Regions from separate parts of the Xenopus laevis genome. Here region 1 is linked to region 2. A link is a contact called in public Hi-C data. All regions are on one chromosome and are shown on one strand. Each heading gives the region's core, a stretch centred on a gene start, on an enhancer-like site or on the middle of the called end of the contact. The rest is flanking DNA. Distances are from core to core; before and after follow the strand shown. Region 1 has its middle 10 kb from the start of LOC121397816. Region 2 holds the start of rxra.S (retinoic acid receptor RXR-alpha-like).

Evidence for each region. Hi-C and Micro-C count contacts between places; a contact is called where the count stands out from the background.
Region 1: a Hi-C map of the XL177 cell line shows a contact between it and region 2, with 2.3 times the contacts expected there. The contact joins the enhancer-like site here to the promoter of rxra.S in region 2. A contact is called at or near these places in 2 of 4 Hi-C or Micro-C datasets (the XL177 cell line and the XTC cell line).

What each region holds. Positions count from the first base shown.
Region 1 is chr8S:30,320,471-30,324,351 of Xenopus_laevis_v10.1, forward strand. No RefSeq gene overlaps it. Among protein-coding and RNA genes, the nearest start is that of LOC121397816, 10 kb to the right of the region's middle. Within about 2 kb of position 1,926, at least 1 of the 7 cell types and tissues checked has an H3K27ac peak or open chromatin away from gene starts, as enhancers often do.
Region 2 is chr8S:30,258,869-30,262,463 of Xenopus_laevis_v10.1, forward strand. It overlaps rxra.S (retinoic acid receptor RXR-alpha-like), which reads right to left and starts at 1,636. Exons shown (of 11, transcript XM_018232591.2): 1 at 1,269-1,636. The coding sequence starts at 1,296.

The sequences.
Region 1 (3,881 bases), core at 676-3,175, 62 kb after region 2:
GTGTCAGTGGGCCTCTTGCTTTTTACCATTTGGCCTATTTCATGGTCACTCCCTATTTCTTTATGAGAACAAAGAGGTTAATAATGAAAGAATAGAGTATAGTATGTCGAGAAAAGAGACTAGGAGAATAAAGAAGTTGAGTGAGGAGAGGAGGTATAGTATTTGGAAAGTAGGCCCTCAGCCTAAGGTTTTCTGGTGGGCCCTTGGCATCCCAGTCTGACACTGCTTGCCCATTCTGAAAGGAGGAATTCGATCCCGAGGTAGTTCAGTATTTATACAATGGGGCATTTGGCCTACTGCCTGACAATGTAGAAAGTTAACTCATGCTGGGATTGTTTCTGGAGCCTAGGATGACGCATCCCTGTCTTAGGACATAAGAGCATTGTATTTGGCTTGCTTTTTATTAGCTGCAAAAAAAAGTATTCTTGGGAGCTGTTGGAGTATCCCAAGTGTTAGCCAAAATGGCTGATTATATAAGTGACATATAGTCTTGCCGAATCGGCTATGATTTCCATGTTTGCAGAGCTTTCTTTAGGACTCGGGTGCTAGTTATTGTCCGCATCTTGAATCTGTGGCCGTTGCCTACGGTCCGTGGAGTGATGCGTTTTCATCCATTGTATAGCGTCTTCTGGACAGTTAAAGAACACAGTTGAATCCCCCGAAGTGATGCCCAGCTTTACCGGGAATAGCACTGCATATTGAATTTTGTAAATGAGCTGCATTTCCTCTGGACCATTGTGGAAAGGTTCGGAAAGAGGGAGACTCTCGCGTTCTCATGGATGATTTTTCCTTTATTCCTCACTGACCTTAGGGCGGTGTCTCTATACTTGAAGTTCAGCATCTTTAAGATTACCGGTCGAGGGGGGGCACCCGGAGGGGGTCGGCGTGCTGGTAAGGAATGTTCTGGGCACCCAATAAGCCATACCCTCATACTGTACTAAGGGAATCAATATGGCACCTCCTCCCAAATGTATAAATACAAATATACAGAGAAGGAATGTTCTGGGCACACAATAAGTTATACCCTCATACTGTACCATCTAGGAAGAAATATGGCAGATGACTAGAATGGAACATGGACGGTGTGATTATGCAGGGATTGTTTATTAAGGCCTTGCTCACTGCTTGGAACTCTGTAGCAAACACTCGCAGAACACAGTCGTTACACCCAACTCTCTGGATTTTGAACATCCAATTCATTGCGGCAGTTAAGGATCAGTAAGTAACAGAAATGCAAATATTTTGATTTTTTTTCCGGATAATTGAATGACAGGCTTGTACCATGACTACATTGCACTAAATGTCTTCCCATTGTCTGTTTGTTTATATTCCTTGCACTGCTGTTCCTGACTCCTGAAACAATGTATAATGAATGTATTAGAATGGATGTATTAGATAGATAAAAATTATTTTTTTTTTGTGTGTTAAATTAGTCAGGAGGGAATCTTGGCAAGGTGTCCAATGGCCATAGGTGGCCACAGATAAAGGGGTGTGGCTTATTTAATCACTGGTGGGAAGAAGAAGTAGGTGGCGCATAGGCAGGGTTTTGGTATTATGGGGAATGGCTTGATAAATTAGGGGCATGACAATTTGGTGCTTATTTATTGGGGCCCCCATTTTACCTGCTGGCAGGGCCCACCATCCAGGATTCGTTGGTGACTGCTAATAACTAGGCACCCCATTTAGGAGGTCTCCCCCTCTGGCCAGGGGACTGGGCATTGGTTCTGCACAGGCAGACGAGAGACTACATGGAGGGTAGCGGTACAGTTGGGTTCTGGGTAGGAGGGTTAGACCCATAACCTCAGCATACGTACTGGAGGGACCTAGTGTGGGCAAGGGCAGAAAAAGAAAAACAAAGTAACCCAATTATTTTCCCCAAACTTTCTCTTTATTTTCATATGAAATTCCTGGCCGGCGGCCACGCATCGCAGCCCAGAGCCGCTCAGCGCTACAGCTGGGACAGGACACTTAATATGCCTTTGTCCAAACAGCAGAACTGGAACCTTAGCCAAGTCTGCTTCATATTTTGTCCACTTAACAATAAGCATTCGACGCTGGGAAGGCGGCTGCTTAACTCAGCCTGAGTATCCCCAGTAACACTGCTCCGCCTGTAAAGGTCTCTTTTTGGCAGTGCATGAATTGTATTGCAAGTGGGGCGTCTGGAAGTGCCGAAAGGGAACAGTAGCCCACTCAGCAAAGCCAGTTTCCCTTTAGCTTATTGTGTGCCCAGAACATTCCTTCTCTGTATATTTGTATTTATACATATGGGAGGGAAGTGCCATATTGATTCCCTTAGACAGTACAGTATGAGGTTATAGCTTATTGTGTGCCCAGAACATTCCTTCTCTGTATATTTGTATTTATACATATGGGAGGAAAGAATTTTTTTTATTAGATTAATACAAATTACAGGTTAAAACAAGCATAAACATAAAATAACAGATTTAACCTACTAAATGCAGAACAAATGCACAGACATCATGAAGAGCAATTACAAATATTAAATAGACTCAAAGACATTTGCTATTTTATCTCATATCATAGAAAACAAAAATAAACTTCTCTATAACGTAACAGTTACTGTGCTTTCCCAGTGATTTCTCACATCACATGTACCTTAAATGCTGATTAATTACCCAACATTAGGAGCGCCTGCACCTCTGACTTTCTGAGGGTTTAATGGATTTGCCCTGAACATCTTCCCCCACTGTATCTCTTCACTGGGATCCCTCTAATTTCCTGAAAATGTCCATCTTCTTCCATGAAAAGAACTTCATCACTTTTCAAGTCTCCCTGTTCCATCTCTGTGGAAATTCTCCCTTTTCTCTTCTTGCCCTGATCTTCAGTTATTTCCCCTTCCTGGGGTCGTGGATTGTTAGTGTAACTTTCCTTTACTTTCCCTTTAACTTCTTGTTGCGCTTGATCTTCCTTCTTTTTCTCCTTTTCCTCACCCTTTTCTTTTGCATTTTTCCTTTCCTGTTCCTCCCTTTCCACCCTTATCTCCTCCTCTTCTTCTGCCACTTCCTCCTAACTCTTACCCTCAGGCAGCACATATCTGTTGGACACCTCAATGATGTTGTCTAAAAGGACCTTCGTTCTTCCCTGCCTTTCCTACCACGTTCCACCCTTCTTCCCTCTACCCACTTGCCTTAATTTTGGGGTGCACTCTGTTGGGGGGACACTCTGCTCTGTCTTTCTGACTTTTCTCCCCTGCCTCATCTTCCTCACTATCGCCTTCCTCACTTCTCCTTCTTCTGCATCACTACCTGATTCCATTGGCTCCTCTGTCCTTCCCTGCTCCATTACAGGCTCCTCTATTGGCTGAAAGAGTTCCTCCTCTACCCATGGGCAAGCCTTTGGAGCTGCATCTAAAGCACTGGCGAGGTTGCCCAGGGTAGAAACAGGAGCCTCTCTCCTTGCCTATGAAGAAAGGGTTGGGGAGATGTTTAGGGACGTTATTCTGCACCTCCTCCCTGACCTGTGCCCTGTACCCTGCCACCCAGAACTGCTCCTCATTTTAAATACGAGTGAGTGGGGACAGCACCCTGTTTGAAATCTGACATGGGGCTAGACATATTGTCAATTTCCCAGATGCCCCAAGTCATGTGACTTGTGCTCTGATAAACTTCAATCACTCTTTACTGCTGTACTGCAAGTTAGAGTGATATCACCCCCTCCCTTTCCCCCCCCCAGCAGCCAAACAAAAGAACAATGGGAAGGTAACCAGATAACAGCTCCCTAACACAAGATAACAGCTGCCTGGTAGATCTAAGAACAACACTCAATAATAAAAACCCATGTCCCACTGAGACACATTCAGTTACATTGAGAAGGAAAAACAGCAGCCTGCCAGAAAGCATTTCTCTCCTAAAGTGCAGGCA
Region 2 (3,595 bases), core at 386-2,885:
CCACCAGTGTAGCTTATCCCATAGATATCACAGTGTTGTATCAGCATGCAGCTACATTGTGTCATGAAAAAAGTCACGGTTTTATTGAAAACAGGCAGCGCCATGAAACCACCCACCACTGACAATAAGGAGACCAGCGTCAAACAGTTCTCAGTCCTGAGTTGGACCTTTTAGACATGTGCCCGCAGGCACCTCCTCATCCCCTTGCAAACCATATGCATATAAATAATCCAATCTGCATACTGACTGGCTACAAACGCATTGGGCATGGTGAAGCAGTCTGCAAAAATGCCTGAATTTGAATACAATGCTAAAAATAATGTTTCTGTATAAGAAATACGGAAGATCCCACATTTATCCGATGGCACCAAATGGGCATTTATAGGAGTGATCGCAATTCTGTGCCCTTTATTATAGCAGCAGAACTCCTACTCTGAGCTTGAGGATCAGCTCCCAAGACCGAGCGCAGGGTCACAGGACAGAAGGGATGGGGGGTACTTGTCCCAAATGCTTGTAATTAGAAACCAGTTTGTGTGGCAGCGGGTGCTGGTGATGGGAAGAGGTGCCAAAACCGCGTGCACTCAGCGAGACCAATAAATCAGTGCATCTTTGCTTGGGGAAGGGGAAGTTTGTCCAATGCAGTGGGCCATTTCTACTAAGGACTGCGCATACCCCTGTGGCAGTTAATCAGCCTCAGATTAACGACAAAGAAGGCTGCTGGGAACAGTAGTGCCACAACTCTACAGAAGCAACTGGAATCACCCAGTTCCATTTGCATAACAATTGTCACCTTTCTGTTGCCACCCTGGTATAAATGGGTTAAGAGCCATTGGCAGGTACTTGATAAAATAGGAAGTAGCCTATACATGCCGGGATCATAAACACATTGGGCATTTCCCCTCCCCCTTTGTGACAGGACTCCCCTGACTTACACTTGAGCCAAAGAACTTTTTACCTGCTCTGCAGCTGCTGTAAACTACAACTCCCAACATGCCCCAGCAACCCATGAGGTGTGCAGTTAATAAGAGCTGGAGAAGAGGAAGGATTGTGTCACTGCCTGTGCCCAAAGAACTTGTGACCAATATCTGCCAGTCACTGCTGAAGGTGGGCAGCAAAGCCAGAGGGGGCATGAAGTCAAGAAGTGCATTGTGGGGGTTGAGTGGCAGGAATAAGAACTCAGGGGCATGAGCAGGAGACAGGCAATAGCAGCTGCAGTAGGTAAGTGCCCCCCACCCAAGCACAGCACCCTACTGGCACCCAGTACTCACCCAGCGGCAGGAAATGCTTGGTGTCCATGGCTGGTTAACTCATGCCAAACGCCTGGTGGTGGGAACTGGAAGCTGGGGCCCCGCACTGAAATCCTGCCCAGGAGAGCGATGGTCTTGGAGGGAACGGGAAATCCACGGGCCCCGGGGACAGTAAGATCCAGCAGCGTCGGGGGCCCAGGCGGAGGAGTTGCTGCAAACTCACCAACAATGTAAGGAAAGTAGTTGTCCTGCCTCCCCGCTCCAACTCCTCGGGCTGCAATGCAACGGGGCCCCGCCAAGGGGAGCAGCGACGGCCGAACCCTCAACCAGTGACACAGCGCAGAGGGGGGGAGCCGGGAGAACAAGCAGACACTGGGGAGAAAAGGCTGCGCTGGGGGCCCCCTACAGGCGGCAGCTACAAATGCGCCTCTCTCTGCGCGAACTCGCTCCCCGCGCTTCATGACAGTTGCACAACAGCGTGGCACTTGCTCTCACATCAACCGTATGGCACTCACAGTGGCACAGTACAACACGGGCTCACAGTATTGCCCTCACAGTGGCACAGCATGACATTCCCTATTCTACATATGGCACATAATGGCATTCTCTGGCTCTGCCATGCAGCTTGGGGCAAATGTGCAAAACACTGGGCATGGCACACACTTAGGGGGGTACTATTTGAGATATATATAGGGGCGCATGGATAAGAGGTGAAAACTTGTTACTTGGGAACCAAAAGGGGCTCAACTGCTTAACCCCAACAATGCCAGACTGCTACATACAATATGCACCCTCTATTTGCAGAATATAGAGGCCACCCACCACCATCCAGGACAGCTCCTTCCTGATCTGCCCATTCCCCTATGTAAGGCAGCAGTGCCAGGGCAGGATCCCCGAGTTGCAACTGAGTCAAGACATGCCACTTTCTACCTGCAGTCTCTCTAGCTGTTCTGAACTACAACTCCCAGCATGCCCCAGGAGCCGTATGCTTCAAAACAGCTGGAAAGGAAGAAGCTCTGGCCCAGCTGTTCTACAGACTCCAAATGGTGAAGGGGAAAAGCCATTAAAGGAGCTGCACCCTGGCATTGTTAGGGCCAAAGGGGAAGCAAAACCAGAACTGGGTCCCAGGCCGGGCTGTAAACTCAACATACCAGTATCAGCGAATTAAGGTTGAAATACAATGTGGGCCACCAAAGAAAGCAGCCAATCCCCTGGCATTAACCTGCCTCCACCTTCCCTATCAGTCTACCATTCAAACTGCAGTGCCATCAGTTGCTAGGATTAATGGGACCACATCAAAAAAAGACCAATTGCAATTTATCCTATGTCTACAGCATGCTGGCAGTTTCTATTCCTTTTTTAAAATATTTTATCTGACGTAACAAAGGGCAATTGAAACAATAAAAACAACAGATCCCTCAACAGCCTCAACCAATTGGCAAGAACCAACAAATTCCTCTAAAGGCTGAAAGAATAGAGGGCACGTGAAGGTTTTAAATAGAAGTGCTGTTGCCAATAGCAACCAAACAACAATTCATATTGACTGGTCGTCTAGAAGTTAGGCAAATAAAGATCTGATTGGTCTCTGATTAGCCCCTTCAATGGCTCATAGGGTGATTTGTAGCTGGAAACTGCCATGAATGCTGAATTGCTGATCACATGGACACTTCGTCTCTTCCGGTGCTTTTGCACGTTGCGTTTCTGAGCGATAATCGCCTGACCAGTAATCCCCCCCGGAAGAACAACCTTTCAGCATCGCATGATTTAGCAGAATATCTGAACATTTAAACATAACACAGATTTATTGTTTCCACAATGTAATATTCCTTTAATTTATTGTAATAGATATGGATTTAAACATGAAACAGATGTATGGAGAATAGCAATCCCGGGTTTTTCCCCCTGTAATCTGAACCTGTTCTTTAGGTATGTACATTCAATTTAACAGGATTTTTTTTTACCCCAGGCAGATTAAATTCAGATTTTGGTTACAACTTTCATAAGTGCTTTTAGCTCATTAGTACAGGAGAATACCTATGCCATATGCTGTATCTCTCTGTACAGGCTATGAGCAAGTTTAGGGGACTGTTCCTGCTGAATTATGCTTAGTACAGGGGAATACCTATGCTGCCATAGTGTTATGGGATCTCTCTGTACAGGTTATGAGCAAATTTAGGGGGCTGTTCCTGCTGAATTGTGCTTAGTACAGGGGAATACCTATACTGCCATAGTTTTATGGTATCTCTATATACAGACTATGAACAAACTTAGAGCATACCTCCCAACTGTCCCTTTTTCGGAGGGACAGTCCCTCTTTTGACACTTCAACCCGCAGTCCCTCATTTGTA